7 separate regions of the Mus musculus genome follow, and all the other regions are linked to region 3. Evidence: chromatin contacts called from public HiCAR-type, HiChIP or PLAC-seq and promoter capture Hi-C data. All regions are on one chromosome and are shown on one strand. Each heading gives the region's core, a stretch centred on a gene start, on an enhancer-like site or on the middle of the called end of the contact. The rest is flanking DNA. Distances are from core to core; before and after follow the strand shown.

The links. Promoter capture Hi-C pulls out the DNA fragments that hold promoters and counts their contacts. HiCAR-type assays count read pairs that join an accessible place to other places. HiChIP or PLAC-seq counts read pairs in DNA pulled down with a chosen protein or histone mark.
Region 1: a contact with region 3 is called in a HiCAR-type map of astrocytes, with 5 times the contacts expected there. The contact joins the promoter of Nup188 here to the promoter of Nup214 in region 3. A contact is called at or near these places in 2 of 39 promoter capture datasets (liver and pre-B cells), 3 of 115 datasets of contacts at active chromatin or transcription factors (astrocytes, embryonic forebrain and embryonic hindbrain) and 2 of 9 other capture datasets (adipose tissue and pancreatic islet).
Region 2: a contact with region 3 is called in a promoter capture Hi-C map of pre-B cells, with 2.9 times the contacts expected there. The contact joins the promoter of Kyat1 here to the promoter of Nup214 in region 3. A contact is called at or near these places in 2 of 39 promoter capture datasets (neutrophils and pre-B cells) and 1 of 115 datasets of contacts at active chromatin or transcription factors (astrocytes).
Region 4: a contact with region 3 is called in a promoter capture Hi-C map of neutrophils, with 4 times the contacts expected there. The contact joins the promoter of Endog here to the promoter of Nup214 in region 3. A contact is called at or near these places in 3 of 39 promoter capture datasets (liver, neutrophils and pre-B cells), 1 of 115 datasets of contacts at active chromatin or transcription factors (astrocytes) and 1 of 9 other capture datasets (liver).
Region 5: a contact with region 3 is called in a promoter capture Hi-C map of pre-B cells, with 6 times the contacts expected there. The contact joins the promoter of 1700084E18Rik here to the promoter of Nup214 in region 3. A contact is called at or near these places in 5 of 39 promoter capture datasets (the C10 cell line, liver, neutrophils and 1 more) and 1 of 115 datasets of contacts at active chromatin or transcription factors (astrocytes).
Region 6: a contact with region 3 is called in an H3K27ac HiChIP or PLAC-seq map of differentiating embryonic stem cells, with 9 times the contacts expected there. The contact joins the promoter of Wdr34 here to the promoter of Nup214 in region 3. A contact is called at or near these places in 2 of 39 promoter capture datasets (cranial neural crest and liver) and 2 of 115 datasets of contacts at active chromatin or transcription factors (astrocytes and differentiating embryonic stem cells).
Region 7: a contact with region 3 is called in a promoter capture Hi-C map of liver, with 3 times the contacts expected there. The contact joins the promoter of Sh3glb2 here to the promoter of Nup214 in region 3. A contact is called at or near these places in 4 of 39 promoter capture datasets (liver, maxillary cranial neural crest and pre-B cells) and 2 of 115 datasets of contacts at active chromatin or transcription factors (astrocytes and forebrain).

Annotation. Positions count from the first base shown.
Region 1 is chr2:30,284,766-30,287,924 of GRCm38.p6, reverse strand. It overlaps Nup188 (nucleoporin 188), which reads right to left and starts at 1,509. Exons shown (of 44, transcript NM_198304.3): 1 at 1,455-1,509. The coding sequence starts at 1,486. Dolk (dolichol kinase) reads left to right here and starts at 1,571. Exons shown (of 1, transcript NM_177648.3): 1 at 1,571-3,159. The coding sequence starts at 1,894.
Region 2 is chr2:30,204,165-30,207,406 of GRCm38.p6, reverse strand. It overlaps Kyat1 (kynurenine aminotransferase 1), which reads left to right and starts at 1,560. Exons shown (of 13, transcript NM_001356474.1): 1 at 1,560-1,774. Gm31201 (a long non-coding RNA gene) reads right to left here and starts at 1,558. Exons shown (of 2, transcript XR_374214.4): 1 at 1,416-1,558.
Region 3 is chr2:31,973,054-31,975,957 of GRCm38.p6, reverse strand. It overlaps Nup214 (nucleoporin 214), which reads right to left and starts at 1,508. Exons shown (of 36, transcript NM_172268.2): 1 at 1,350-1,508. The coding sequence starts at 1,394. It overlaps Aif1l (allograft inflammatory factor 1-like), which reads right to left. Exons shown (of 6, transcript NM_145144.1): 6 at 2,516-2,904.
Region 4 is chr2:30,170,048-30,172,932 of GRCm38.p6, reverse strand. It overlaps Endog (endonuclease G), which reads right to left and starts at 1,409. Exons shown (of 3, transcript NM_007931.1): 1 at 867-1,409; 2 at 1-91. The coding sequence starts at 1,358. Gm31080 (a long non-coding RNA gene) reads right to left here. Exons shown (of 4, transcript XR_866091.1): 4 at 2,598-2,636.
Region 5 is chr2:30,236,161-30,239,468 of GRCm38.p6, reverse strand. 1700084E18Rik (RIKEN cDNA 1700084E18 gene) reads left to right here and starts at 1,838. Exons shown (of 1, transcript NR_028299.1): 1 at 1,838-2,272. It overlaps Lrrc8a (leucine rich repeat containing 8A VRAC subunit A), which reads right to left and starts at 1,700. Exons shown (of 4, transcript NM_177725.4): 1 at 1,664-1,700.
Region 6 is chr2:30,047,315-30,050,406 of GRCm38.p6, reverse strand. Wdr34 (WD repeat domain 34) reads left to right here and starts at 1,528. Exons shown (of 9, transcript NM_001008498.2): 1 at 1,528-1,723. The coding sequence starts at 1,538.
Region 7 is chr2:30,357,715-30,360,697 of GRCm38.p6, reverse strand. Sh3glb2 (SH3-domain GRB2-like endophilin B2) reads left to right here and starts at 1,382. Exons shown (of 12, transcript NM_001289709.1): 1 at 1,382-1,555. The coding sequence starts at 1,493.

The DNA.
Region 1 (3,159 bases), core at 260-2,759, 1.7 Mb after region 3:
ACCTAGAACCCTACTGCTAGGCGCCCGGGCCACAGGTTGTGACTCAATACTAGAGGGCTTGCCTAGCATTCCTGAGGCCCTGGGTTTGACCCCTAGGACCTCAAAACAAAAGTAAAATGAAAACCCTAGAGTCAGTTAAAGTCCTCCCTCAACGATGGGTTTGCTAAGTTCCACAGAAAGCTCAAAGCCTGCTGGCAAGCCAAAACTTTCCTTTCCTTTTGAAAAAATTCATTTTTTTACAGTTTTCATACAAGTATTTATCCATAGCTGTGGATACAAGGTCTGGCATGAAACAAACCGGCCCTTGCAAGGACCACACTTTATCCACAGGAAACTCCAAAGAAAATGTTACCCCTGGAAGGTGAAGAGGCTAATGGAGAGAAAGATCAGCAATGTGTGTGATAATTACATGTCTGTCTGGGCGTTTCAGGTTTCCACAGGAAACAAGACCAAATAAAACTGGCAGAGTCAATTCCAGGTGACTGACAGGGAATGTTTACATTTAAGGGGAGGAAGGGCAGTGAAGACCCTTTCTGATCTATAATGTGGATACATACAGAGGTCTGGTTAAGGCTTTAGAGCCTTCCATCTGAAGGCTCACGGGGATTATCTCGAGGGCTGACAAGGGGGGACTGCCTATGTATGAACTGGACTTCTGAGTCCTGTGGAACAGGAGGCGCCTCTCCTAGTCGTGAGAAATGAATGAGGTAAGGCCTGCACGGCACTTTCCCAGGGTCTGGCGCTAGTAAGCGCTCTTTAAAGGCAAGCAGGGCTCGAAATTCATGTCTGTAATTTCCGCACCAAGAAGGCAAAGGCAAGACAACAAGGAGTTCAAGGCCTGCCCGAGAGGCAAGAGACCTTACCTCAAAAAAGAAACAAACAAACAAACAAACAAACAAAAGCACTCTTTTAAGTGAGAACTGTATATTTGTTTCGGGGTAATTCATCTTGTGTCCGAAGCCTGGCACAAAACCCGGAATCGCATGGAAGATGAAGGCATGCCTGCTGATTGCATCAATATCGGCATTAGCCAAAAATAAAAGAAGGCGGGAACTAAGGATGCCCGCGGGAAGAAATCGCGGCGTGGGCAAGGCACACCCGAGGGGGAGCAGGGCGCAGGGACAGCAAGGAAGGGATCGCAGTGGGGTGGGTCTTCCAGGCGACCCCGAAATGTCCCGCAGTGCCTACAGGCAACGTGGTGGAGCAAGCGTGGGTGTATGGGGACTACCGGAGGCTCAGGGACCACGGAGAGAGAAGGGAGAGCGGCAGGCCCGCTCCAAAAGTGTCCTCAGCCCCGCGAGCGGGAACGGTTTGGACCTAACCGCCTCCCCGGCAAGTGTCCGTCCACCCAGCCGGGGCTCGTCTCTGCCACTGCGGCTGAGCCCCGGTCCCAACTCCCGCCCAGCTCCCAGCCCGCGCTTCACGGCCACCCCCTGCCGCGCCCCACTCCGCACCTCACACACGGCCCACCAGCGGCAGCCGCCATCTTCGCGCGCGCGGCCCAGCCCCGCCCCCATGCGCCGTACCCACGTGACTGGGATCCTCCAGCCTGGGGGCGTGGGCTTCCGCCACGTGATGGTGGGCGTGGTCAAGATGGGGCTGTCAAGATGGCGCTGCCCTGGTGCGAGGGGAGTCCGCGGTGGAGGCGGTGGAGACTGTGAGCGGTGAAGAGGGCAAACATCTGCTACACCGTAGGTTGACAGCGGAGGCGGGTGACTGGGCGCCGGCTCCCAGGCCTCAGAGTGGCCCGTGGTGGAACACCCTTTTGGAAGCTGGAGAAGGTTGCTGGCTGGGTGAAATTGCTGCCCCTCTGCTTGGCGGGTTGAGGGCCCCAGAGGCCAAGGCGTCCCTAGTCACCAAACTTCTTCTCCCAAGAGCGCCAGACCTAGAGACATGACCCGACAGTGCCCTCCCCAGGAGTCTGGGGCTGCGCTGAGCGGGTCGGTGCTGGCGGAGGCTGCAGTGGTGTTCGCCGTGGTGTTGAGCATCCACGCTGCAGTGTGGGACCGATACTCCTGGTGCGCGGTGGCCCTCGCGGTGCAGGCCTTCTACGTCCAGTACAAGTGGGACCGGCTGCTCCAGCAGGGCAATGCCGTTTTCCAGTTCCGGATGTCCGCGAACAGCGGCTTACTGCCGGCCTCCATGGTCATGCCTTTGCTTGGGCTAGTCATGAAGGAGCGCTGCCAGACTGCAGGGAACCCATACTTCGAGCGCTTCGGCATTGTGGTTGCAGCTACTGGCATGGCAGTGGCCCTCTTCTCCTCCGTGTTGGCACTGGGCATTACTCGCCCGGTGCCCACCAATACTTGTGCCATCTCTGGTTTGGCTGGAGGCGTTATCATTTATATTATGAGGCACTCGCTCAGTGTAGGCGAGGTGATCGAGGTCCTGGAAGTCCTGCTAATATTTGTTTATCTCAACATGATCCTGCTGTACCTGCTGCCCCGATGCTTCACTCCTGGGGAGGCACTGCTGGTATTGGGTGGCATTAGCTTCGTCCTTAACCAACTCATCAAGCGCTCTCTGACTGAAAGCCAGGGGGACCCAGTGGACTTCTTCCTGTTGGTGGTGGTGGTAGGGATGGTGCTCATGGGTGTCTTTTTCAGCACCCTCTTTGTCTTCATGGATTCAGGCACCTGGGCCTCTTCCATCTTCTTCCACCTCATGACCTGTGTGCTGGGCCTTGGTGTGGTTCTGCCCTGGCTGCACTGGCTCATTCGTAGGAACCCCCTGCTTTGGCTTCTTCAGTTCCTCTTCTACACTGAAACTCGCATCTACCTCCTTGCCTATTGGTCTTTGCTGGCCTCTGTGGCCTGCCTGGTGGTGCTGTACCAGAATGCTAAGCGGTCGTCTTCTGAGTCCAAGAAGCACAGGGCGCCTACCATTACAAGAAAGTATTTCCACTTCATTGTGGTAGCCACTTATATCCCGGGCATCATCTTTGACCGGCCACTGCTGTATGTGGCCGCCACTGTGTGCCTGGCAGTCTTCATCTTCCTGGAGTATGTGCGCTATTTCCGAATAAAGCCCTTGGGTCACACTCTGCGAAGCCTTCTGTCCCTCTTCCTGGATGAACGAGACAGTGGACCCCTTATCCTAACACACATCTACCTGCTTCTGGGCATGTCTCTTCCTATTTGGCTGATCCCCAGACCCTGT
Region 2 (3,242 bases), core at 311-2,810, 1.8 Mb after region 3:
CTCCTCAGCCGGGATCCAGACACCTGGCTGAAACTGAGCCACTACTTGTTCATGGTTAAAGAGCCAGAACTGAGGCTGCAGGCTCGCCTGCTCCTCCAGGATCCCACTTCCGGAAGTGTACCTCAGGCAACATCGTCCATGTGGGTACCTTCTCCTCTGGACTACCATGGGGCTGTCCTAACAATGCTCAACCCTCAGCTTCTATTCCTGATGTCTGTCTCCTCTCAGACTGCAGTGCTGAGGAGGCCAAGGACACATTTCCCAACATAAGTCCCAGTCCAAGGCCAACCATAAAGACAGGGCAGGTGAAAGAGCCCAGGGATGGCAAAGAGGTTAGTATATGTATCCCACCTAGGTTCCTCTGCGGTCCCCCCACAAAACCTGCAATCATTTTTGCTTCCTCCCTTGAAGCTCCTTCAAGCAGCAAGTCAAAAACCCAGCCACCTGCCCGGATTCCTGATTCACAGGGCAATCCCAGAAGCCCCCACTCTCTACAAAGGCCACTGAAGTGTAACGAAACTGCTCTGTAGCAGGTGTCCTCAGCAGACGAAAACCACTGGGGAGGTGGTGGGTCACAAACGTCTCTTGGTCTCCTGCCTTGTCCTCTACAGACCCTGGGAGACAAGAAGGTCCAGAGTCAACACCCAAAACCCAAACAAGCTATGGAACTGGGAAAGCAGGGAGTCAAGCCACCCCAGTATCTCCTCACAACACTAGCCTCCAGTCCCTGCTTCCCCTGGACTGCCACAGGGGAACCTAACCTTCACCAACTGTGTGGCCAGGTCACTTCCACTGTCCCAAGCCTCGGAACATACTCTTATCCTCCTTATCCTCCGTCCCCAGCACAAGAAGCAGACCTCCTGCCCTTCCTCCTGCGCTGTCTGCTAGTCTGTGTGCTCCAGAGAGCAGAACAGTCAGCAGGGGTTGAAGGTTTTGCTGCCACCTTTCCAAGGCAGAAGGTCTTTGAAACTTTCAGGTCCTCCATTCTTTCCTTCTCAATTTAGCTTCCAATTTCATTGTCCCCTGGCTTCCCAAGCTGTGTTCCTTCAGCCTGGACGCGTCATTGCTGACCTCCAGCTCTTCCAACCTCACCTCCCTAGATCTGTCACTCCTGCCCAATGCATACATGCGACGGGCTAAACCAATAGGAGAATCGGTCTTTTCCAGCCTGAGATTCCAAAGACCAGGGAATAGTCCCGCAGATCAGAAAGAGGGAGGGGTTCAAGGAAAGAGTTCGGCACCAAGTACTAGGGGAGCCCGGGTGGAACCTCTGGGAAGGTGCACGTGCGCGGAGGGGCGTGGATCTGCAGGGACCGCGGCGGAAACTCGGGTGAGAGGTGCGAGCGGAGGTCGGGCCCGCGTCATTGGATTCAGGGAGGTGACAGCGCGTCCCTTTCCATACTCGACCCACTCACCAAGGCCCGCTGTTCTCGGCCGCCACGCAGGCAGCCCTAGTCCTGGGTCTGGCTACCCACAGCCAGTCGCGCCGTGGGTCTTTGGCTCCTTGTTTTGTTTGTACCGCTTCTTAGGTCTCCGCCCCGGAAGTGATGTCACCGAGCGCAAATGCTTGGGGATCCTAGGCTGTCGCCCAGTCTTTAAAGGGCACACAGAGCTTCGCACTGCTTCTGACAGTTCTCTTGAGCTAAGCTGCATCTGGGCGGAAGTAGCCCATCTAGGGCTCGGCCTCTTTAAAGGAACAGACTTCTGCAACCTTGGGAATACGTTTGGGGTCGCGGGTTATTGGACAGAGCAGCGCTATTGTTTGCTGAAGCAGGTCAGTTCCTGGTTGCCGTGCGGGGTTTCATCTAGATCGTGTGTTGAAGTTAGCTAAGGTTTGCGAGTGCTGTAGCTCTTTGATCCATGTGCTCCTGTTTGTATGTGATGTGTAGCTTCTCTGAAAGAAGGATCTATCCCCTGAGAAAAACTTGCACACGCGGTCTTGGCAGCTCTACACTCAGTCACAGAACCAGTTAGACTAGTTCTCTCTGCACCCACGTCCACTCTCCCAAGGTAGTCCTGGCCAAGAAGATGCAGACTGCGCTAACGGAGAATTGCCTGCAGAGCTAGCGCCAATAGTCTCTGTGGGTCCTTCTGGGTTCTGTCGGTTCCCGGGCTGCACGGCAATTGGATTCATGTACTAATGTGGGACAACTTCCAAGATAACTTAGGTTAAAATAATAATAATAATAATAATAATAATAATAATATTTTTTAAGTTAATGGGACAGAAAGAATAGCCTTCAGTCCTACTGAAGCCTGCTATGGTCAGATGTGCAAAACCCATGTTCTACCAGGCATATCACAGACATGCCACATGACCTGCAGGAAAAATGGGGCTGAAAGAGGCTGAAAGAGAGGGTGAACGAAAGAGAACAGGGCTGTCCCGCGTAGGTGGACTCCAAGGCTTACAGTCCTCCATAGACCTGGAGTATCATCTATGAACAAATGTGACCACAATGGTAGACACCAGGTGGCCCCGCTGGTGGGTTCACCGTTTTATACACACCAGTTCTGTTTACCAATGGGTGAGGCACAGAGTTTGGAAAAGGATTCCCACAGATGTTCACTCCCCTCCCACCCGCAGGAGGGTTTGAAGACACCAGGTCTCTCCCTCTGCTTCCTGGGAGCCTTAGCACTAATTTTTGGATCTCCTGTGTAGTCGACCTAGTAGGGAGCTCAGGGTCTCACAGCCAACAGGACACTGTTTCCACCCTATGTTTCTGTGAGAGCAACAGACAACCTGGCAGTCAGTTCCTGTGCTGAAAACTTTTTTTTTTAAGATTTATTTATTATTATATCTAAGTACACTGTAGCTGTCTTCAGAAGAAGGCATCAGATTGCATTACAGATGGTTGTGAGCCACCATATGGTTGCTGGGATTTGAATTCACGACCTTTGGAAGAGCAGTCAGTGCTCTTAACCGCTGAGCCATCTCTCCAGCCCTGAAAACTTTTTTTTTTAAGATTTATTTTATTTATTTTATGTAGCTGTACAGATGGTTGTGAATCTTCTTGTGGTTGTTGGAATTGAATTTAGGACCTCTGCTCGCTCCAGCCCAAAGATTTATTTATTATTATAAAAAGTACACTGTAGCTGTCTTCAGATGCATCAGAAGGGGGCATCAGATCTCATTATGGGTGGTTGAGCCACCATGTGGTTGCTGGGATTTGAACTCAGGACCTTCGAAAGAGCAGCCAGTGCTCTTACCCGCTGAGCCATTTCACCAGCCCGTGTTGAAAACT
Region 3 (2,904 bases), core at 259-2,758:
ATGAGCATTGGTGTTCTGCCTGCATGTGTCTGTGTGAGAATTAGAGCTACAGACAATTGTGTGCTGCCCTGTAGGTGTTGGGAATTGGACTCAGGAGCTCTGGAAGAGCAGTACTCTTAATCCCAGTTGAATACGGTGGGTAAAAGTTCACACAAATTTCCCCATGAGGCCACACTGGCCATTCATAAAGAAACAAATCATCTATCTTTTTTGATATTATCATCCTAATAGTCATGACTGTACCACTGGGGCTTGGTGGCTTTTTTTGTGGTGGGCCAGTGTGATGAAGCAACACAAAAGAAACAAAACAAAACAAAACAAAACAAACACAACAGACAAACCCAAAACCCAAACCTCTCCTTTCTGCTTTTGGCAGGAATTAAAATACTGCTATTAGCCCTGTGGTTCTAAATTCTCTACCCGAACATATCTGAGGAACATGAAGCTTGCCCATTACCGGGCTCAGCACATGTGCTGACTCAAGGAAGAGCCACTGTTTCTAAGCATGATATGGAGCACTCGACCCATGTGCATTTTAGCGACTCACCGGTCACACAAATGGCTAACACCTTCCTGCAACTCACTCATTTCCAACTGTCTACGGTCCCCTGCCTTTCCATTCTGTCAGAGTATATAAGCCAACTATTAACACAGTATCCAGAAGTTGTAGCATGGGGATCACTTAGGGTTCGCTTGCTTTTCCTTTAGTCTCATGAGTTCAAGCTGATTTCCAGTGCCAAACTTGACTTCCTGTTCCTACTAACTAGGGGTTTTGAAGGCAGATAGTGTTTCTTGGCTCCACTTTAGGTAGTTTGGACCACCCTCAAGTATAGAGAGCTAATAAGAACTGAGCGTCTAAGCCAACTGTGGTAATGCACACCAATAATCCCACCACTTGGGAGGTGGAGGCAGAGACAAGAGCCCAAGACCAGAAGCCACCTTGAGCTACAAGAGACCATGCCTAAATCGTAAGAGAGATGTAAGGCTTTTGCCACGTGACTTTGGATCATTTGCTTTCAAGGCTTCAATGCGCTCCTCTTTCTAAGCTGGTCGTAAGGGCTGCAGCGACGGTGGCGACAGTACGTCTCACTCAATAAACAAGAATCGCTGTCACCAGTAAGGCGACCAGCCCATCAGAGTACCTGGGGTAACTCAGAAGGCGTGGACAAACCCACGCAAGGACAGGTACCTGCACTTGCAGGGAACTCAGGCCCGCGACACGCAGAGCTGCGGACGCTCTGTGGGGCGAGCGATCGCGACCCTGCGAACTGCAGGAGCAGCCGGCAGAGGCGAGGCTCCAAGGCAACTCCAGGACTACGCAGGCGGGGAGGCCCCGGCCAGGCTCTAACCTTCATCTCCCGCTCAGGGATCATGGCATCCATCTCGTCTCCCATCGTGCCGCCTTCAGGGTGTTCAAGTAGCTGCTGCTGGCGCTGCCGCTGCCACCCGCGGCCTTTCAAACACAGCTCAGGCCGCTCAGGCCTCAACTTCCTTCCCTCAGCGCCCGCGGCGCGTGGTAGATGCGCGTTTCCGGCGCGCGTGACTGACGTCACCCAGGCCGGTTTTTAGTGTGCTCGGAGGCAGTCGAGGGCTGCTCGGAAGTCGCGCGCTTGCCAATCCACAAGGCCCCATTGGCCGGTTCCGCGCAGTGGGTGTGGCCATGAGGCGCGGGCCGGAGTCCGCCTTCCTTTGGATGCTGCGTGCGCAGCCTCGCTATTTAATTTTCTTCCTTAGAGAGAGGCACGCTCGGCCTTCCTGAGACTCTCGATGCTTCCCGGTAGCACTTACCTGCAGGGCTCTTAGAAGCTTCCGACTTAGAGAAGTTAGGAACTTTTTTGCTGGGAAGAGCGGACAGAGAGGTTCGGTTAGCGGGTGGACTGCACTGTGTGCCGGTGCAGAACCCTTTTAAAAACGGAGAGGAAAAGGGACAAAAGATCGGTTTTGTTTACTGTTTTCAAGGCAATCGTTTCAGATCATAAGCCATATCCACTTCACATCGCAAATGGTGCGCGGCTATCATCTCAGCTTTTGGGGATTAGAGGGTCAGGAATTCAAGGTCTTCCTAGGCTACATAGCAATCTCTAGATATCCTGAGTTACATGGGACCCTGTCTGGAAAAAAATATGTAATAAGAGAATTCCACACAAAGCAGTTAAATTATCCAATAGCTTTCAGCCAGGAAGGGTTAAGATTCAGATCTGCGTATACTGACTGATGTTGAAGACATTTCTGGAGTAGAATTATAAAAGAGGTTCCTAACTTGGAGCTGGTGGGTCAGCTCCAGAGGGCACATTCTGTCAGATGCAGTCTCTCAACAAGTTGCATGTGTGCAAGCCTCTATTCATTGTAAAATGCTAACAGTAGACCTGGGTCTTGGGCTTAATCAGATGACGTCAACTGTCTGTCTGGGACATGGGAGACCCAGGACACACTCATTTACTTGGTACCTGTTGTCAGCTAGCTCTTCTGAATTTACTGAGCCCAGAGCTGTCCCCAAGAAACACAAAGACACTGATAAATTGCTCTAGTTTATTTCAGTCTGCAGGAGACCACATCCCATCCATACATACACACATGCACACAATAATGGCACTCACCCAAATCTACCTTACAAACATCTTTTGAGTCACAGGGCAAAGCCATACTTGGCAATCCCCAAACTGCTGGTTACACCAGTTACATTTGGTCTTTTTCAGAAATAAGGCAGCCGATGTCCCAAGAAAGCTAAGCCCTTAACTAGAGAGGTTAAAAACCCTGGAACCAACAGACACAACTTGAAATATATGCCAACTCCTCCATTAAAGGGTCATTCTTAAGTCTTCCCATAGATTGATCTTCAGACCACTGCCTCTTTCTGTGCTCTGCAGAGGTCAGTGGCACACTCCTTTATGGAGGTGGTGTGTA
Region 4 (2,885 bases), core at 160-2,659, 1.8 Mb after region 3:
CCGTGCAGACATAGACATTTTGGTAAGTTCGCGTCAAGCTGCGGCTGTACCTCTCAAGGTTGTTCCAGGCATTCTGGTTGAGGTGTGGCACCTGGTGGGAGAAGCGAGGCTCAGGAGCACACCTCGGACCTTCCATTAGGCATGCCCCAGCTCTTAATGTCAATGCCCAAACATTTGAAGGACAAGGGCTCAAAGAAGGGCTCCCTCCTTACGGCTCTGTGACTACAGTTTTTGAGCCAGTGCTAGCCACACTCCATTCCTGGCACTCCAATGCTCTAAGCTTTCCCCATCTCAAGGGAAGGAGGAAGGAGGGGACATTAGTCATTCAGAGACCCCCAAGGTCTCTTGGAACTCCCAAACCTTAGGTCAAGCTCTAAAGGCACGGGGACTGGACAGTGCTGGTGTGCACCTTTAATCCCAGCACTCAGGAGGCAGAGGCAGGCAGATCTCTTGAGTTCCTGGGCAGCCTGGAAAATCGAGCAACAAAAGGTGTGGGGTGGGATATGGTCTCCTGTCCATCTCCATCCACTGGGTGGATGTCCCAGGAACCTACTTCACAATCAAGACCCTGCTGGGAGCAGGTGCAGTGCTAACAGTGTGCCCTGGAGGCCTGACTGGCCCTAGGCCAGCAGGGTAGACTGAGGAGTCAAGCTCCCGGGTTCCCTGAGGAAGCACACTGGGTGGCTTGCTGACAGGCATTGCTGCAGCCCGTCACTACTTGGTGCACTGCTTCCCACGGGAGGCTGAAGAAGGATAAACCCCGGATTCTGCAGTGCCACTGTAAGATTCCTCCCTCCCGCCACGGTGCACGTGTAAAGTAAGATCTAGACGCTGCAGTCGGGCGGGCGACCAGGGTCCGAGACTACCTGAGGCGCTACGTTGCTCAGGTAGAAGGTGTCGTCCATGGCCCGCTGACTCCAGCGGTGGTTGGCGGCGGCGGCCAAATGGCCGCGGTCAAAGCCACTGCCGCGGTAGTCCGCATTGGTGGCGCGGTGGTACGCGTGCACAGAGTCATCCTCGCGGAAGTCGCAGGCGCTACGGTCCCCGTCGCCACGGAGCCGCTCTGGCCTCAGCTGCTCCAACACCCAGAGCGCACCGCGCGTGCGCGGGTCGTAGCTAAGCACGTAGGACTCGCGGCTCCGGAGCTGCGCCACGCCGGGCAGCCCGTACTTGGCCAGTTCCCCGGTGCCGCCCGCCGGTCCCCCCGGCAGCGCGGGAAGATCGGCCGCGACCACCGGCAACAATGGCACTCGGCCCAGCAGCCCCGGCGCTTTGCCCTCCCGCCGCCGCCAATGCTCTGCCGCGGCGCCCAGCCCCGCGCCCAGCGCTAGGGTCAGGCCGGCCCGCAGCGCGCGCATGCCTACCGGAGGACAAGGACGCTACTGATGTTAGCACAGAGTGAAGGAGCCTGTGCTGGCGTGGCCCCCGACGCCCTTCAGCTGCCCTTTTAAGACGTAGCTGGGTCCTGGTGCCGCCCTACTCGCTTGCCATTGGTCGTTCCACGTCGGGCTCCGCCTCGCCATGTACACCTCACATGGCCCTGCTTTTAAACAGGACAGAACCCCAGATCTGTCAGACCCCTCAGGTGCACCCACCCTCCTGCCACCAAACGAGCGAAGGATTTCTCTAGATTGATTAACAGAAGAATGCAGGTGTAGCTATTGATAGCCGCCTGGAACCTAAGCTTGCTATATAAGGTTAGAGAAAATAGCTATGCTAGGGTCATACTTTTCAACCCACTTAAAGGGTTTGGCCTGGGAAGTATGTTGTGTTGGCCAATGTTTCCTGTCCGTAGGTCAGGGGCTGGCTAAAGATATTTCCTACATTTCAGATGGAATAGTATTTAACTTATGAATATTTTAAGACATCAACTTCCTTACAACCTATTAAGACGGAGGAAGACCGATACATAAAAACTGAAGAAAATAGGGCTGAGAGTGTACAGTCAGAGCCACACTCATTAGCATGGGACAAAACCAATTATACATTAAAAGATAATTGGGGGATGGCTGGGGGGATGGCTGAGGGGTTAAGAGCTCTTCCAGAGGTCCTGAGTTCAGTTCCTAGCAACCACGTGATGGTTCACAACCATCTGTAATGGGATCAGATGCCCTCTTCTGGTGTGTCTGAAGACAGTGTATTCATATCCATAGAATAATTCTTTTTGTAAAAGGATTTATTTATATATTACATATACAATGTTCTGCCTGCACGATACCTGCAGTCCAGAAAAGGGCACCAGACTTCATTATGGATGGTTATGAGCCACCATGTGGTTGCTGGGAATTGAACTCAGGACCTCTGGAAGAATAGCCAGTGCTCTTAACATCTGAACCATCTCTCTAGCCTGAATAATAATTTTTTTTCTTTTAAGATACATTGGGAAATAGGGCATCTGCAGGTGTTGATGGGTAAGAAGGCAATGGAGGGAAATCATACAAATACCGTGTACATGTGTGAACATGTTATGATGAAACTTGGGCTTGTTTGCTTGGTTGGATTTTTTTAGACAGGGTTTCTCTGTGTAGTCCTGGCTGGCCTGGAACTCACTCTGTAGACCAGGCTGGCCTCGAACTCAGAGATCCGCCTCCCTCTGCCTCCTAAGTGCTGGAATTTAAGGTGTATGTCACCACAGACTGTTGAAAAAATGAAAAAAAAAAGACAAAGTTGTAGACTGGAGACATGGTGCAGCAGTTCAGAGCACATGTTGGTCTAGCAATGGACCCAGGTTCAGTTCCCAGCACCTATATGGTGGCTCACAACCATCTGTAACACCAAAGGATTTGTAGGCAAACACCTATATAGACAACATAATTTTGTTTTGTTTTGTTTTTTAAAGATTTATTTATTTATTATATGTAAGTACATTGTAGCTGTCTTCAGAC
Region 5 (3,308 bases), core at 589-3,088, 1.7 Mb after region 3:
TCTCAGGACAGTGACCTAGGAACAGGCTGGTTCCAGGCAGCAAGCGGGGGTTCTGCCCCATTAGGCTGACCCTCAGAAGCCCATGCCCTCCACAAAGGCCATTCAGATTTGCAAGGAAACTCCATCCTAGCAAATGTGCCTTAGGTATGGAGAACAGGAATGTGAGGCTGACTCCTGGGTGTGGGAGGTATTGTCAATTGCTTCTCTGGTCCCTGCTTTGTACACCATCCCCCAAACAATGTGGAGCTTCAGACCCCAGAAAATCTCCAGGAAGCTGTCCTCCAACACTGCTCACCTGCCCTTGCCTGCCCATGACAGCTGGAGGAGAGCCCGACCTTCATCAAGGAAACAGCAGGATGAACGGCCTAGCCCACTGGCACCACCCCTGAGCCTCTGAATATACCCCCTCTCCTACCCTCAATGGTCAACTTATTCTTCCTGCACTGGCCATTTTCTCTACTTCAGAGGACATAACACAGATGGCAGAGTTAAAGAGACCACTGACACACTTGCAAGGCAGGAAAAGACTTTGTAGCCTCTGGCTACTCATTTCTGTCTCCAAAATTCAGCAGACAAGTGTCCCCATCCTCACAAAGACTCTCTCCCCTCCACACCTCATCCTTAAAGCTGTCCCTGTCCTAGCTAGGGCAGCGTTAGAGGAGGTTGTACAAGAGTGGCTGTCCTAGAACTACCACTATGTCAGCCCAGTTCCCATCAAGAAAAAGCTAATGCTCACTCAATGTGTTCTTTCAAAACAAGACAACAACTGTATCAAGCAGAACCAGCCCATCTTGACTCACTCCAGTCCAGTGCATGGCAGGTTCAAGAACCCTGGTCTCAAACAGAGGTTAGAGGCCCACGTCTCTACCCAGCACTCAGGAACCAGACAGGTGAATCTCCGTGAGCTCGAGGCCAGCCAGCCTGGTTTACAGAGAGAGTTTGAGGACAGTCAAGGCTACATAGTTGAGACCCTATCTCAAAAAACAAGCCCCCACCCCCTGCCACTGTCATCCCGAACTCTGCTGTTCCTTCAGCTTGGGGTCGCCTTTGCTGACCTCCAGCTCACCAACAACCTCCTGTACTTGTCACTCCTGCCCAAGAGATGCACAAAACAGGGACAGAACGAAACAGACTCTCATATCAGGAGTCGGTCGTTCAGGGAGCCCCAGTCTGAGGTCCCAAAAGCCTGTGCTCCCTTCCCCATAGCAGGGGACAGTCCGGGAGATCAGGAAGAGGGAGTGGTCTAAAGAGAAGCCGGCGCCGGGAAGCCCACGGCCAAGAACTGTAAGAGCTGGTGGGGGAGCTGTCAAGAGAACCCCGGGTGGAACCTCTGGGAAGGGGGCGCGTGCGCCAAGGGGCGCGGATCTGCGGGGACCAGCGCGGCAAGTGCGGCCTGAGGACCGCGGCGGAAACTCGGGTGAGAGGCGCGCGGAGAACAGGGTGCCCGGGAGGGGGCTCGCGCGCCGCCGCACGGCCTGGAGGGTGGAGACCGGAGCCGGCGCCCGCGGGAGGCAGGGCGGAGCGAAGCCCAGCGCGGGGCCAGGGTGGCCGGCGCCCCTGGGCAGCGAGAGCCCCGCAGAACTTGAAGGGGCGGAGCGCGCGTCCGAGGAGAGCGTCCCGTGCGGTGACAGCGCGCGTCTCATCCCCCACCCGACCCGCTCACCTGGGCTCTCCGCTCGCAGCCGCCCGCAGGCAGCCCGGGCCCTCCACCTCCCAGTCCGGCCGCCCGCCGCCGCGCTCCTCCAGCGCCTCCTTTTGTTTGTCCCTCACTGCACCACTCTGCCTCCCCCGCCCCGGAAGTGACGTCACGGCCGGACGCACCCGCGGCATCCCGGCCGTCGCCATGTCTGTTAAGGGGAAAGCTTGAGGCGGCTTCACCCTACTCCCGTCCACGTGCCTGCGCCAAGCCACTTCGGGGCGGAAGTAACGGGACAGAACTAAGCCCCCTTAAAGGGACAGGGATCCCTGCAACTTAAGGGATGCGTTACTCTGGCCAGAGCGGCCAAGTGACCCAAGCTGACGCAAGTATCCGCTCACCTCCTTTGTTCGGGTTCCGATCGCCATTGGGCCAGCGTCCTCATACCTTTAGTGCTGCTCGTTAGCTGACTCGCTGCCCAAACTCTTCAGGTGCCCGCAAATGTAACTGCCCTGCTGATGCTGACGCGCGCCTCGACACGTCCGGCTTGCGACGGTTGTCCCTGAAAAGCCGCATAATTCCGAGTTAACTGAATGGCTTCTCCGCCGCCGCTGCAATAAACACAGTTGAACTAAATTTAAAGGTTTCTTGGGCGATTAGTCGCGCCCCGGCGAGTTCACTGTCTCACACTAGGAGATCTTTGAAGTCGTTGGACTGGACTGGGTTAGGAACTTTTTGTAGAAGAGGGGAGAGAGGTAGTGCCGTGCTTGAGAAGGTATTGGAGTTTAGGAATCTGGTAGGTGTGTCCTGAGTCCAGTGGTCACTTTGAAACTAAGTATCTGCTTTATCCAGTATTTTGCTCCGACTTTTGTAAGCAAGGGCTTCTGGTGGGGATCTCTTTGTCCGGTTCCCCGGCTTCTGGCTGGAGATAGAGGATTGGCAGAGGGTGTGAGGGGAATTCTCTATCGGGAAACCTCCAGCCTAACGTTAGCAGCGAATTTTGAGCTGAGCTGAGGATAAAACCACATCTTCAGAACCAAGCCTCCAGACGCTAGCTGTGTGTGTGTGTTAATCTTCCCGGGTCCTCATAATTCCCAGGCTAACTGTAGTAATCCTTAGGTTGGGAAATTGTTCAGCTATTAAAACAAAGTGTTTCATGTACTCCAGTATGGGACGAGTTCCAGTAGCTTACGTGAAAGAAGAAAGGCAGGGAGCACAGCAATGAGTTTTTGTGGAGTTGGGTATCAGTGGTGTGTGCACCAGCTGACTAATATACACAGGCTGTACAGATGACCCTTCCCTCACTGAATGATCTCCGCCCCCTTTTACAGTGACAGGACCTCTGGAAGAGCAGTCAGTGCTCTTAGCTGCTGAGCCATCTCTCCAGCCCAGCCCCTTAACCTTAAATTTATATAAAGAGAAAGGGGGATATAAGTATATTTATCCACATACTAAGGTATATTTAGTTTCAAACTTTAAAAATAATAATAATTTCAACTTCAAAGATAATGCTTTTTTTTTCTGTTGCCAAAAAGCATTTTGCCCTGGGAAAGATATACCCTGCTAGTCCACAAAAGAATCCAGAGTTAGGGTTGGGGCAGGGTTTTGTTTTTATCTTCCCAGGAGAAGAAAAACATACAACAGAGAAATTCAGATACCACTGGACAAGAGA
Region 6 (3,092 bases), core at 279-2,778, 1.9 Mb after region 3:
TTTGCCTGCATGTGTGACTGCACGTCAAGTGCATGTCTAGGGCTTTCAGAGGCCGGAAAGAGTGTCAAATCTCCCTGGAACTGGACTTGCAGACAGTTATTAGCTGCCACGAGGGTCCTGGGAAGTGAACCTGAGTGTCTTGGAAAAGCAAGCAGCCAGTGTTCTTAATCTTTGAGCTCTGAGTATGATTTTTGGAATCCTTGGTGATGTTTGCAAAGCAGTCCTTGTTAGGAAGACTTTTCTATGGCTTTTTATTATCCCTCCCAGTGCTGCTAATCTAATCGGCCTTCCTGGCCTTGGCTGCTCTGCTGAGGGGCATCCTGTCCCTGGGTGGTGCACTGAGAACAGGACCACGGCAGGCTTCCTAGTCTCAGAAAAGAGGAAATAGACCCAGAGGCCTAAACTAGCAGATGGTTGTCTAGAGGCTCCAGGCTTGGTTTGGGGGATCAGGCAAGCCACCTGTAAGATCTTACTGGGTGACTTTGGACGATTCCATATCTGACTGTAAGAGGCACAGGAGTAATAACAATTGAGCTATAGGGGTAGTTCATTGGTAGAACATAGGAGCTGGCATGCAGAAAGCCCGGGGTTCAACCCCAGCACTTCAAAAAGCAAACCAGCTAACTAACAAGCAAGCACACGGAAGGCTAAGGATTTAATAAGATAAACACTCATTTCTAAGCCTCTGCCGGCAGTGGTGGCGCACGCGTTTAATTAATCCCAGCACTCGGGAGGCAGAGGCAGGCGGATTTCTGAGTTCAAGGCCAGCCTGATCTACAAAGTGAGTTCCAGGACAGCCAGGGCTATACCGACAAACCCTGTCTCGAAAAACAAAAGAAACAAACAAAAAAACCCAAACAAACATAAGCCTTTGGGTGCTTGGCTTGACACACTATAGGCACGCACTAACTTGTAGTTAACATTTCGTGTGTGTTGAGGACTGAACCTGGGGCCATCTATCATTGAGATCAACTTCTCCTGTGGTTAGTCTCGAATTTTAATTTAACAAGCATTTTATTTTATTGTTTATGTAAATTTATTATTAGGCCTCCCATCCATTCAATCCCACGTTCGATCTGTGTATGATCTATTTCATTCCATTCATTGGAAATGATGCCAACTCAAATGGCGCAAAGTACAGTTCTGGAGTAGTCGGCTGCTTCCAGCCCGGCCGGTTCTCCGGACCAGCATGGCCCACTAGGCCTGCGGCGGTCCTGCCTCTGCGCCCGGCCGCTCAGCGCCATCTTTGAACCTGGAGCCCACGCCTCACTTCCGCTCTTTTCCTTATACCACGAAGAGCTGTTCCGGACCCCCAAATGGCCTCTGGGCATAGGGCAATCCCAAATCGCTGCGGTTTTGTTGTATTGGCTGATAAACATTTTCATTATTTTTCTTCTGGGCCTTAAAGACGATGCTGTAACCAGTTCAAAAACGGCGCCCACAGCTTCACTTCCTCTCGTCGGACTTCCGTTTGTGGGGGGCGAACCCGCTAAGGTCACGTTCCAGGGCGCAGGCGCGAGAGGGCGGGACCGTCGCCATGGCAATGTGCGCGTCGCCCAGGCCTTTTCGGCGCGTTGGAAGCGCTGGAGCTGCTGCCCTGGCTGCTGGCGGGGCTGGCGGCGCCGAACGGCGAGGGCGGCCTGCGCCTCTTCAGGATGAGACCCTGGGCGTGGCGTCCGTGCCCTCGCAGTGGAGGAGCGTCCAGGGGATCCGCGGGGAGACGGTGAGGGCGCGGGCCCGCTATGGCAGCGCGGGCGGGAAGGCCTGGCGCAGCGTTGTGTTTTCACGGCTTTTTTGTTTTTGTTTTTTCGAGACAGGGTTTCTCTGAGTATCCATCCCTAGCTGTCCTGGAACTCAGAGATCCGCCTGCCTCTGCCTCCCAAGTGCTGGGACGAAAGGCGTGCGCCACCACTGGTCCGCGTGTTTTCATGTTTTAATGAAAAAACTCACAGATGCTTTCGCGTTAGCCTTTTTTTCGGTCTCTGAGGAGAAAGAAACCAACCAACGAAAACAAACAACAACAAAAGCAAACCAGGACAACAGAACTCTTAGGGGTCCCATGCTGTCGTTAAATGACATGTAGTTAATTTACATGGTGGATCGTGCACGTGTCACAGCGCCTGTGGAGGTCAGAGGAGAACTTTACACAAGGTTGTTATTTCTTTGCACCACGAGGGGCCTGGGAATCCAACTCAGGGTGTCATGCTTGGCTAAGTGCCCTTACCAGCTGAGCCATTTTTGGAAGTTTTTTTTTTTTTTTTTTTTTTTGTGAATAGCAGTTTTTAGGCATTTCAACTTGACATTATTGGTGTTTGAAATGGTCAGATACCTTGAGGGCTAGCTTGAACGGTTTTCTATGTTCCTTTGTTGTTGTTCTTTTGTTTGTTTGTTTGCTTTTGTTTTTGTGAGACATGAGTTTCACTGTGTGCCCTGGATGTCTTGAAACTTGCTCTGGAAACTAGGCTGGCCTTGAACTCAGAGATTGCTGGAATTAAAGGCCTCTCTCACCACTGCCCTGCTATGGTTTTCTAGTGTAACCCAAAAACATACAAATAATGAGATAACGGAGGCCTGATGCTGACCAACTGGTGTGTTAGGGATTCATCAGCAGGGAACCTGGAGATAGCTGCTTTCCCGGTGGTTGCAAGGATTACAGTAAGCCATGTATGTAGACAATGTACTGTAATGCCACATCGGTGTGTCATGTTACCGACAGAGCAGGGCTGAGGAACTGTTGGAAAAATGGATGTTGAGTGGCATTTGAGAAGACCAGATCAAGCGTGAGCACTGGCCGACTCTGGAGCTGGGGTCAGCACATTTGTTTGAGGTGTTGGAAGGGGCTGGAGAATCCTTGAGGAAAAGGGAGAGTGGTCCCAGGTTAGGCCAAAATGGGTAAGTAGAGACAGGTCAAGTAAAGTCTTGAAGAACTCACAAACGAAGACTGCTGTTGACCAGTCTGCCTCCAACCCAAGCCCCAGTGGTGCCTGCAGTCTTGTCTTGAGCCTTGTGGGCCTATGGTCTTATGCCCTGATCTGCTCTGTGTTCCAGGCCCTTCTCCGTGCCCTGGGACGTGGAAGCCCTTGCCGTGGAAA
Region 7 (2,983 bases), core at 133-2,632, 1.6 Mb after region 3:
GCCTGGGCTGCAGGAGAGAGACCTTGCAGCAAAGACCAAACCCAAAACCAAAAAAACCCAAACCAATAAACAACAACAACAAAGCAGGCAAAAGTGCATCGGAGGTCAAGCCCACACACTGTTCTTTCACAGGACCAGAATTTGGTTCCCAGCCTCCGTGTGAGGCTTCTCAAAGCTGCCTTTAATTGCAGCTCTGCCAGATCTGACCCCCTCCTCTGGTCTCTGTAAACATGTGGTGTGTGTTCACATACACACAAATAAAAACAGAAATAAATCTGAAAAGGAGGGAGGGGCTGGAGAGATGGCTTAGCAGTCAAGGGCACTGGCTGCTCTTTCAGAGGTCCTGGGTTCTGTTCCCAGCTCTCAGATGGTGGCTCACAGCCATCTGTAATGTCAGTCCCAGGGGATCCAACACCTTCTTCCGGTGTCTGAGGGCACTACACACATAGAATCCATAGTACATGCAAGCAAAACACCCTTACACATAAACACATTTTAAAAATTAACAAACAAAATAAAAGGAGGCCGGAGAGATGGCTCAGCGAGTCATGGAGCTTGCCCCGAGTTTGATCTTCAGGACTACAGAACTCATATACAAGAAGAAGAGGGGACTCTAGAAAGTTGTTCTCTGATCTCCACATCCATGCTACAGCTTTCTGTGTCCCCTGTCTCACATGCATGTGCTCTCACACGCAAACACACACTCATAATAAAACATAAAATAACATTTAAAAGCAAAAACAGGTTTGGGAAGACAGCTCCATGGTTAAAGAACTTAACTGTACAGCCTTGAGAACCTAAATAAATTAAGTCATGTAAATTCCAGAAGCATGGGCCGCGGGCTCCCATGGCCAGTGTGATGCGAGTATCCCTGCAATGTCATGGTCACGGCGACACCCTGTGCTCATGCACACGCAAGCGAACACACAGACACAAACACAAATATACAGCCACACACAGAGGGGGAAAAAATGAAAACAGGAAAGCAAACAAAAACAAAAACGGGTAGATGTGGTGCACACTTTTAATCCCAGCAGAAGTTTCTGTGAATTGGATGCCAGCCTGGTCTACATTTGGCGTTCTAGGCCAGGAGGGGCCTGGAGAGACCCTGTTTTAAACGAATATATTCCCAACTATTTAAAAAAAAAAAACTAAAATTTGCATAATGAATTACCAAAATAATCAATAGTATAGTGTTACAGTGCATCCGCAGAGACCTCCAGGGTGCACGGAAACCGGTTTAGTAAAACGTTGATTAGAGCGAACAGCCCGCTGGTGGGGCCCGCGGCCGGCAGGGGCAGCAGCGCTCCCCAAAGCCCCGCCCCGCGCGCCTGGCCCCGCCCCGCGCTCGGCTCGGCTCGGCCGCGGACGCGCGCGCGCAGAGGGCGGGCGCAGGCAGCAGGTGGGCGGGGTGCGGCGGGGTGCGTGAGGCGGGGCGGGGGGCTGCCGGCTGCTCTGGGGCCGGCGTGGCGGCCCTGCGTACGGGCGCGCCATGGACTTCAACATGAAGAAGCTGGCGTCGGACGCGGGCATCTTCTTCACTCGGGCGGTGCAGGTGAGGCCTGGCACGACGCCGCTCATGGGGCCCGGATGTGGAGCGCGCCCCGGGCGGGCGGGCAGGCTCTCTGCAGCAGGAGCCCCTTTCCTGCAGCAGCGGCTGTGCGCTCTGGGTACAGCTAGGGCCCCTGTTCTCTTGTCCCCGAGCTGCTCAGGGGAGCTCCCAGCGAGGTCAGCTGCACCCCACTATGGCCCGGAACCCATGGGGGCCTGGGCTCCGGTGCCTGGGCGCCTGGCAGTGCCCGTTTACACTGACAAGTTTGCCCACTGCCCTGGTGCCTGCACAGCCCGGGAGGTGGATGCCCACTGGGTGGTTCAGGCCTCTCTGCACTAGTCTGCCTTCCTCCCCTCCCCCGCCCCAGGCCAGGCTGGCAGGTTGAGGGCCACACAAAAATACCCCAATCTCTTTTGCGAGCCTCAGTCTCCATACCCGTGCAATGGGCAGGTTGGTGCTAATGGTTGCATCCAGTCCCTTTCACACGCTTGGGGAGTCAGGCCGGAAGCCAGGAGTTATTTCCTTTCTGCTCTGCGGGAGGCTTGTTTCCTTTTACTTCCCAGGCCTAAAGGATGTCAGAAGGCTAGGATCTGGCAGGCTCTTTGGGTTCTGTCCAGGCCGGTAATGCTGATATTGGAACAAGTCCTAAACATTTGGTAGAAGAAAGAGAAACTGAGGCGAATTCATGTCTCAGCAAAAGGCTGGAGTCAGGATATGGATGGTAATGCTCCTCATGACCTTGGGGGACAGGAGAGCTTTACTTCAGGGCCTCTGTTTCTCGCTCTGAGAAATGGGGTGAGTGGCCCTCTTTCCTGGGTTGGCTGCAAGTGCAGTTGCTGAGGCTAAGTGCACCTGTGCATCCTGCAGTGACCTTGGACAAGCCATCTGAGCCTCACTCTGCCTTCTGTAAAGCAGGTATGAGGCTCAGCTGGGAGGCCCTGTCTGCTCCAAGGCCGGGGGTGGGGTTCCTGAGGTTTCTGTACCCCTGGTCTAACCCATCTCAGTACCCCAGGAATAAGTTCTGTATGCTGCCCTTGTTGACCTGCTAGGCGCAGCCTCCTCCTCTCCCCCTCAGAGGCCCATGTGGTCGTGTTTACTAGAAAGCACAGGTCTCCCCTGAGGCTGAGTGTCCCAGTGCGGATTGCCACTCCCTGTCCAAGCTTGGTGGGCAACCCCAGCACTAGAGAGAATACGAGGGCCTCTGAGCCTCCTCTGTCTCTTGCATGAGGGGGAAAGCCTGTCCCAGGGTTGGCATGGCAACCACACTATCTCACACATCTGGGAAGAACCTGATCTGCAGCTTTCCTGTCACTGCTGGGTCTTGCCATCTGACCTGGCCAGGCCCACAGAGAGGACTCGGAGGTAGTGGTGGCATACAGCTTCCAGGCCTCACTCTGCCTGATAGGGGCAGGCACACAGGTCACACTGGAG